3 separate regions of the Zea mays genome follow, and all the other regions are linked to region 3. The links are chromatin contacts, called in public Hi-C maps. All regions are on one chromosome and are shown on one strand. The core of a region is the stretch at or near the end of the contact, and the rest is flanking DNA. Distances in the headings are between cores, read along the strand shown. Region 1 holds the start of LOC100381831 (Protease Do-like 9). Region 2 holds the start of LOC100216753 (katanin p60 ATPase-containing subunit A1). Region 3 holds the start of LOC100277687.

What was found. Hi-C and Micro-C count contacts between places; a contact is called where the count stands out from the background.
Region 1: a Hi-C map of leaf shows a contact between it and region 3, with 4 times the contacts expected there. The contact joins the promoter of LOC100381831 here to the promoter of LOC100277687 in region 3. A contact is called at or near these places in 3 of 25 Hi-C or Micro-C datasets (ear, leaf and tassel).
Region 2: a contact with region 3 is called in a Hi-C map of tassel, with 3 times the contacts expected there. The contact joins the promoter of LOC100216753 here to the promoter of LOC100277687 in region 3. A contact is called at or near these places in 7 of 25 Hi-C or Micro-C datasets (ear, endosperm, leaf and 3 more).

The regions. Positions count from the first base shown.
Region 1 is chr5:214,412,426-214,415,125 of Zm-B73-REFERENCE-NAM-5.0, reverse strand. It overlaps LOC100381831 (Protease Do-like 9), which reads left to right and starts at 1,311. Exons shown (of 9, transcript NM_001174625.2): 1 at 1,311-1,936; 2 at 2,233-2,432; 3 at 2,575-2,700. The coding sequence starts at 1,408.
Region 2 is chr5:214,057,902-214,060,601 of Zm-B73-REFERENCE-NAM-5.0, reverse strand. It overlaps LOC100216753 (katanin p60 ATPase-containing subunit A1), which reads left to right and starts at 1,373. Exons shown (of 13, transcript NM_001309903.1): 1 at 1,373-1,843; 2 at 1,956-2,105; 3 at 2,534-2,664. The coding sequence starts at 1,544. LOC103627703 (GDSL esterase/lipase At5g55050) reads left to right here. Exons shown (of 3, transcript XM_008648012.4): 2 at 1-120; 3 at 201-1,152. The coding sequence ends at 917.
Region 3 is chr5:214,254,814-214,257,513 of Zm-B73-REFERENCE-NAM-5.0, reverse strand. It overlaps LOC100277687, which reads left to right and starts at 1,304. Exons shown (of 3, transcript NM_001151190.2): 1 at 1,304-1,784; 2 at 1,913-2,070; 3 at 2,609-2,700. The coding sequence starts at 1,514.

The sequences.
Region 1 (2,700 bases), core at 62-2,561, 160 kb before region 3:
CTGCTACTACCACGGACCCAAATGCGGCGGCCTTGTTAGCAGCATCAGGCTGGAATGATGGAGCTGATCAGCTGCAATTGGCATCCGATGCTAATATATGATGTGACATGCTCCCCGTCTCACTGATCGGGTCAGTGCTCTGCAACTAATCTGCTGCACCTGAAGAAGAAAGCATAGCGGGATGAAAAAAAAGACATGGCTGTCAGCAGCAGCAGCCTACCGAAAAGAGTGTGAATGGTTAATAACTCGGAGCACCTCTAGTGACAGTGACGCTTTAGAATATCTCATTGATGGATGCATTGGAGCATGTACTGAAAAAACCAGGACTGAAAATGATGGTCCTCGCAGAGGATGGAGAAGGAGACCCTGCAGTCTGCACGCAGGACGGACAGTCTCAGTGCTAGTTCAAAGGCAGATTGCCAGGATGAGATTTCAGTTCAACCTCGTCGTTGAGCTACTCCCTTCGTTTCTTTTTAGTTGTCGCTGAATAGTTTAATTTTGCACTATCCAGTGACAACTAAAACGAAACGGAGGGAGTACAAGGTTCACTCTCCTCGACCCCTCACCATCTCTGCGAAATGGAATGGAGAAGTGGAGGATTCTTGGGAGCGTCTAGGCAGTCTGTACCTTTACAGCGACCACTTGTCTGACCGCAGTATTTCTCACTAAACAGCAGAGATTGCCACATCAACCGTCTAATCATGAAACCGATGGATGGAGATTGAATTGTCGATGTCTGGAAGTAACTGAACCTTGTGTACACAGTCATGGTTCACATACCAGGTCCTGCATAGAATGGTTTTCCTTATGCATCTGAGCATCTTCAAGTGACAAGTGGGCTATTTGGCACAAGTCACTGTCAGCCTCAGGAGGTTGATCAGCTAAGCTATGACAAGTCAGGTCTCCGATGTGCAAAGTGGAAAGCACCATCGCAATGCGCAGCGGTGTCCCCTCCAAATCAAGAGAGGTGTAGTCACATACTTTGCACGCATAGAATGCTGCTAAGCCTGAGGGCTGAGGCGTACGCCATGCCAACGATTCGATTATCCTTCTGTGTGACCTTCTGCAAGCACATGTTGTTGAGTATAGTGACTGACGTAGACTAGGAACGGTCAGGACAGGCCTAGAGACGTCATTCAGTAGTAAACACAGTGCAGTGCTGGTGGACTGTATATTTCAATCAGACAAACAATGGTAGGGCAGCAGTATCGCTTCTAAACAAATGGAACGTCACGATGCGCAAACCAACTGACAAAAACACTCCAGTCTGTGAAACAGTGGAACCCTGAATCAATCCAGCCCAATCCGGCCTGCACGGCCCGCCTCGAACCGGGCCGACACTCCTCATCTTCCCCGGTTCGGCACTTCGGCTCGTCCTCCTCGCGGCGAAACCCTAGCCCGCCCCCCATGGACGATCCCTCCTCCGCCTCCAACAAGCACAAGCGCAAGCGGGGGCGCAAGCCCAAGGCGTCGCCGCCCTTCCCCGACCGCTCCTCCCCCTCTCCCTCGGCCGCCCCCGCTCCGGCTGGGCGTCGTGGCCGCAAGCCGCGACGTCACGAGGCCCCCGCCGACGCGGACGCCACGCGTCCGCCGTCCCCGCCCCGCCGCGGGGAGCCGAAGCCGGTGGCAAACGGAGGCGATGTGGTGGCAGTGGCGGAGTCAGGCCCCGCGAGCTGGGATGAGGTGGTGAGGGTAGTGCCGTGCATGGACGCTGTGGTCAAGGTGTTCTGCGTGCACACGGAGCCCAACTTCTCGCTGCCGTGGCAGCGGAAGCGGCAGTACAGCTCCAGCAGCAGCGGATTTATCATCGGCGGCCGCCGTGTCCTCACCAATGCTCACTCCGTGGAGCACTATACCCAGGTTAAGCTTAAGAAGCGCGGCTCCGACACCAAGTACCTTGCCACCGTCCTGGCCATCGGCACAGAGTGCGACATTGGTGCGCCCGCTCTCCCCATCCCTGCCACTGTCTCCATTGTTTATTTCTTACTCTTAGTTTTTTTTCTTCTTATTGTGATGTTGGGTTTGTCCATTGTAGTCGTGAAAATCGGATGCATAGTAATTTCTATATTGTTTTCTTGGAGAAATACACCAAGATCATTTTTTATGGTATCTATGAAACTTCTGAGGTTATAGCATCGTTTGAGTTATGGCATGGTACTTATCATACAGTTGATTTTTCATGTTGCTTATGCAATCTAATTTGATATTATTCGTTTGTTCTATCTGTCTCAGCGCTCTTAACTGTCAATGACGATGAATTCTGGGAAGGAGTTTCACCTGTTGAGTTTGGAACATTACCAGCCCTTCAGGATGCAGTTACTGTTGTTGGTTATCCAATTGGAGGAGATACCATATCCGTGACAAGTGGAGTGGTCTCTAGGATAGAAATACTTTCATACGTTCATGGTTCTACAGAACTTCTAGGATTGCAGGTACATTTTTTTTCCTGAAATTATGATAACTTCAAATAAATCTTTTTATAAAGATAGATGTTGCAAGTGAAGTAACTATTTTGAGAAACCATGACTTATCGGCTCACCGACGTGTCTAATACGGGCCTTGTCTTGTTGATAGATAGATGCAGCTATTAATTCAGGAAATTCAGGTGGCCCAGCTTTTAATGATAGGGGAAAATGTGTCGGTATAGCTTTTCAGTCTCTTAAACATGAAGATGCGGAGAACATAGGTTATGTGATACCG
Region 2 (2,700 bases), core at 124-2,623, 200 kb after region 3:
GGTTTCAAGAGGAGCCCGCCGGCTTACCTGTCCCTGACGCCAAGAACGAGCCGTCAGATCTTGAGAGGCCTCCGCGGCGTCAACTACGCGTCCGGAGGGTCCGGCATCCTCGACACCACGGTAAGCACTACTAGCACACCAGATTTGGTCGTGACTCATTCTTGATCATTTGTACGTACACGTGTCTGTCGACGGACCAGGGGAACACGATCACGTTGACGAAGCAAATCGAGTACTTCGCGGCCACCAAGTCCAAGATGGTGGCGAACAGCGGCACGTCGGCCGTGGACGAGCTGCTGTCCAGGTCCCTCTTCCTCATCAGCGACGGCGGCAACGACGTGTTCGCGTTCCTGCGGCGGAACGGGACGGCGACCGAGGCGCCGTCCCTGTACGCGGACATGCTGTCCAGCTACACGCGGCACGTGCGGGCGCTCCACGGCCTCGGGGCGCGGCGGTTCGGGATCGTGGACGTGCCGCCCCTCGGCTGCGTGCCGTCGGTGCGGGCCGCCTCCCCCGACGGCGCGTCCAGGTGCGTCGACGGCGCCAACGCGCTGGCGAGGGGCTTCAACGACGCGCTCAGGGCGGCGCTCGCCAACCTCACGGCCTCGGGCGCGCTCCCGGGGGCGCGCTACTCCGTCGGCAGCTCCTACAGCGTGGTGTCCTACTTCACGGCGCACCCGGGAGCGGCCGGGTTCAGGGATGTGGCCAGCGCGTGCTGCGGCGGGGGGCGGCTCAACGCGCAGGCCCCGTGCGCGCCCAACGCCACCTACTGCTCCAACCGCGGCGAGTACCTGTTCTGGGACGGGGTGCACGGCACGCAGGCCACGTCCAAGAAGGGCGCCCTGGCCATCTTCTCCGCGCCGCCGCAGATGGGCTTCGCCGCGCCCATCAACTTCAAGCAGCTGGTGTCTTCTTGATGCTTGGAATCCGGAGCTTTCCACCGGTGTGACACAAATCACTACACCTAGCAGCCTAGCACTACCAAAACAGCTTTTGATTATTACACAAATCAGTAGAGAATACAAACTAATAAACCATGTAATGTAGAGCCATAGAGGGAGGGAGCAGCATGTACACAGATTGAGTCCAGCGAGACAAATTTCTCGCCATGTACGCTCGCGAATAAACTAGCAGGTTGCACTATTTGGACGCTGTGCTGACTCAACGACTCCCGTCCGCTGCAATTGCATTGATTTCAAAGTGGAAAAAGTTTTCGGCCCATTAACAAAAATGCGGCTCAAGATAAGCTACCTTCTATTCTATCCCCGCGAACTTAAAAAAAATATTCCGCTCGGCCCAGAAAACCCAATGCTGGCTACGAAATACTCAGTACACGTGAACGTCACACGAAGACGTAGATCAGCATTTGACGCTTCGTTCTTTCGTGGGCGGGGGGAAAGCCCAGCTGCGAAACTCTGGCCGCGAACTCTCTGGCATCGCCGTCCCGGCCTCGAGCCATCCACGTTCCACGGTCTCGAACTCGAAGCCCAGCACCACGCGACCACGAGCCGCCCTTCTCCGGCGGCGTCGCAGTGAGCCCGGCATGGCCATGCTACTCCGCCGCCGACTCCCGCTGCTCCGCCTCCTCCGGCCGCTGCATACTGGATCGATGGCTTCGATCTCTTCGTCCTCCACACCTCCCCCTCCCCCTCCCCCTCCTCTTCAGAAACCTCACGCCGCCTTCGTGGGGCCAAGATCACGCCGCCTGCGGTTCCCCAATGCCGCGCCCGTTGAGTCGGGGCGGGGGGCTGGGAAATCATCTCCCGCTGCCGCCTATCTCGCTATGGGCGCGGCCGCCGCCCTCGCGTCACTGCCGGTGGCCTACGCAGACAGCAATGAGCAGGTTTTGTCAATTGGCTTTTCTACCATTGCTCGAATTTTTTTGTTTTTGTTTTTGTAATTCCGGGAGTGAGGTTTGCATGGGTTGAGCACTTGAGCTTCGTTTGCGTTTGCAGGGAGCGGTCGACACAGTAGCGAGTGCCGATCCCGCGGTTGGGGAGGATTTGGCCCGCAAGGAGAGGAAGAGGATATTGGAGCTTGTCCAGAGCCGAGGGATGCAGCGCGGGTCATACCCGAAGTTTGATGTTGCAGTGAAGGGCCAGAAGGTTGTTATTTCTCCCAAATTTTCTGGCGATATACATGTGTTTACTGTCTCATGTTTATTAGCATTAAAAAATTATCCCATGCTCCTGTTTTCGTGAAATTAAGCACACTGTATGCATTCATTATATGGTAGAAAGACGAATTGTAGGACGGTGGGGCATGACTATGCTGCAAATATAGAAACATGTGTCCTTATTTGAGTGTGAGTATTAGTACACGAAAGCTGTGGAGTAGCCGAGTAGGAAGCTTTAAAACTATCAGAACACAGCAGTGCTGTTCTCTAGAAATGATATGCAATCTGACTATCAATACCATAGCAAGTTAGAAGCATATCTTATCTTTTCTGCTACCACTATCAGTAGCAACCATGTTTCATCGGCACTTAATGATAATGACTATATTTCTCAGAATTGGTTTGTTTCTCAAACAGGTGGTTGTTAAATTCAACATGCCATCTAATTGCAATGTATCACACCTTATCGTTGATCTTGTAACACATATTGGACTTGAGGCAGAACAACATGGTGGTGGCTCAGAGGTTTTAGTGCGTGCTTGGGACAGGTTAGCAAAGAAAGTCTATTTCATTACAAATGCATT
Region 3 (2,700 bases), core at 55-2,554:
ATGTATTAAGAAACCTTTTTTCATAGCAGTACCGTGGTATTATGTGTTTCCGTTGCAACGTACGGGCACTCACCTAGTAGAATACTAATGGTGTACGTTGATCAAGGCAGCAGCATTGTGCCTTGCTACTACGTGGCGTCCGCGCGTTCCATATTTATTTTCATGAAAGTGGCGGCATCTCTTCTAAATAAAAAGCTACAGAGATTTCAAACATGCTGTGTCGCTGTAAAGAAACAAAAGATTTCAGGCTGGTGCGCTTTCGTTTTGCGTTACGCTGCTCGATCGTACTGTTTCTAATAACTTTGAAAGTGGGTGCTCCTCCTTTTTATCTAAAGAAATGATCAACTGATATCCTTCTTTTTTTATCTAAAGAAATGACCAACTAATCTCCCACACATGCAGCACTAGTTGGTATCAAATGAGATCCTGGTGGCCGGTGAGGCAAAACTCAAGCAACGAGCAACAACGCACAAGACTTGAATTTGAACCCCACACACTATACGCCATTGTACCGTACGTCGTGAAACTTTCGTTTTTGGAGCATCTCTGTGGTGGATGTTTTGTACTCCCTCCGTTTCTTTTTATTTGTCGCTGGATAGTGTAAAATTACACTATCCAGCGACAAATAAAAATAAACGGAGGGAGTATCACACAATGGCACAAAGAAAGGTACACGTTGAAACGCACATCGATCAGAAAGAACGACTTCAGAGCGCCGCCGGCCAGACTTGGACGCATCGGTAGCCGGCGGTGGTGGCTGCTGCCGTCTGCCATGGACGACTCAGGCCACGGTTTTCGACGTACGTACGTTCACGTTGGCCGGTGGTGGACGAGACGTACGCAGCAGGAACAGAGAGTGAGTGAGAGAGAGAGAGGCCAGGACGCAATGGTCGATCCGATCCGATGGAACGGCCGCCCTGGTCCGCACGACGCCCCGCGAAAACGACCAATTGATGGAGCTCCCTCTTCTGTCTCGCTGTTGCCGCACTGCAAACTCAAACAACTGCGTTCACGTGCCACTTTCGGGAAAAAGGCAGCGAAAAAACGATCCGTCCGGGAGGGGTCTCAGCTAGCTAAGCTTCCCTCCCCCGGCGGCCAAAAAACCGCGTCGATCGTTGGAATTCTTCCAGGAGCCATCGCATCGGTTTCACTTTCACCGGTCGTGCCACTCGGCCAAAGTACGCGGGTGCGTGCGTGCGCCCGCCCGCCATTGTCACGCACGCACGCACGCCGAGCCGAGCGGAGCAGCAACCGCCGGTTCGCACCAAACCTACGCGCAGGCAGGCTGCAGGGGTAGAAAGAGAAAGAGCAGTGGGTGTGGGTTGGCTTTGGCTTGGCTGGTCGCAGTCGCAGCATATATACCACCTCGGCATTAGAGCGGAGCGGTTGCTCTCTCCACCTCCTCTCTCTCTTTCTCTTTCGGTATCGCAGTCGTCGTCGCCGCTCCCCGGCCGGGCTCGCTCGCGTGCGCGACCCACCCAGCCAGCACACCAGCCAGTCGGCGCAGCAAAGCATGGGGAACTGCCAGGCGGCGGAGGTGGCGACGGTGCTGCTCCAGCACCCGGGCGGGCGGGTGGAGCGGCTCTACTGGTCCACCAGCGCCGCCGAGGTCATGCGCGCCAACCCGGGCCACTACGTCGCGCTCGTCACGCTCCGCGTCGCCGAGGACCGGCAGGACGCCCCGGGCGGGCAGCGGCGCACCGTGCGCCTCACGCGCGTCAAGCTGCTCAAGCCCAAGGAGACGCTGCTCCTCGGTCACGTGTACCGCCTCATCACCACCCAGGGTGCGTACGTCCTCCGTGCGTACCGTGAAAATAAATCCCCCCCGCGGCGGTCCAGTACGTGTGCCCTGCGGCGAACTTACGAGTGAACAACAGGCTTTAACTTGTGCTGCGCTGCTGCTGCTCTGCAGAGGTGACGAAGGCGGTGCAGGCGAGGAAGCAGGACAAGCAGAGGAAAGCGCAGCAGCAGCTGCTGGAGCCGAGGCAGGGCCAGGGCGTGGCGAGTGGCGCCGCGGCCGAGGAGGAGGACGACGACGACGAGGCAGCCTTGGACGCCAGCCTTGATCAGGTGATTGTTACATGGATTAGATTTCGCCTCTCGAACCTTACTCAACTGCTTTCCGATGCTCCCATGCACGCTCTCGCCATGACCCGCACTCCCTCGATCAGTTGCTTCTTCAGGGGGTAGTTAGGTGTTCATCTTCTCGTGACTATCCTCATCACCCGTTCTTGTCCGCACTGTAGAAAATATCTGACAGAACTGAGAATCATAACCATAACAAACAAGTAAAAAAGAACTGTCAGTAGAACTATTATTAGCAAGTAAATACAATATCACAGATTCAACATTCCAGATGAAATGCATACAAGAATCTTTTTTATGGAAAAAAAAAGAAGTGTAGCTAATAACTAACTGATGGCTGATGCTGAGCAGCCAGAAGGAAGTACAACATTAGATTAGGGGGGATAGATTAATAGGTGAGTTTCAACTAATGTCAGGGAGGGGCCGGGGAAGGAATCGTCTCCGAGAATCTTTTCCTTTTTCCACGCAACATGCAAAGGTTCCTTCTCCTGATCACTCTTCTGCTCCTCCCATCTGACTGCAGTTGGCGCGGCAGGACAACGGCAGCCGGAGCTCCAGTGCGCGGCACCGGCAATGGCGGCCGTCGCTGCAGAGCATCGACGAGGCCACGACCTG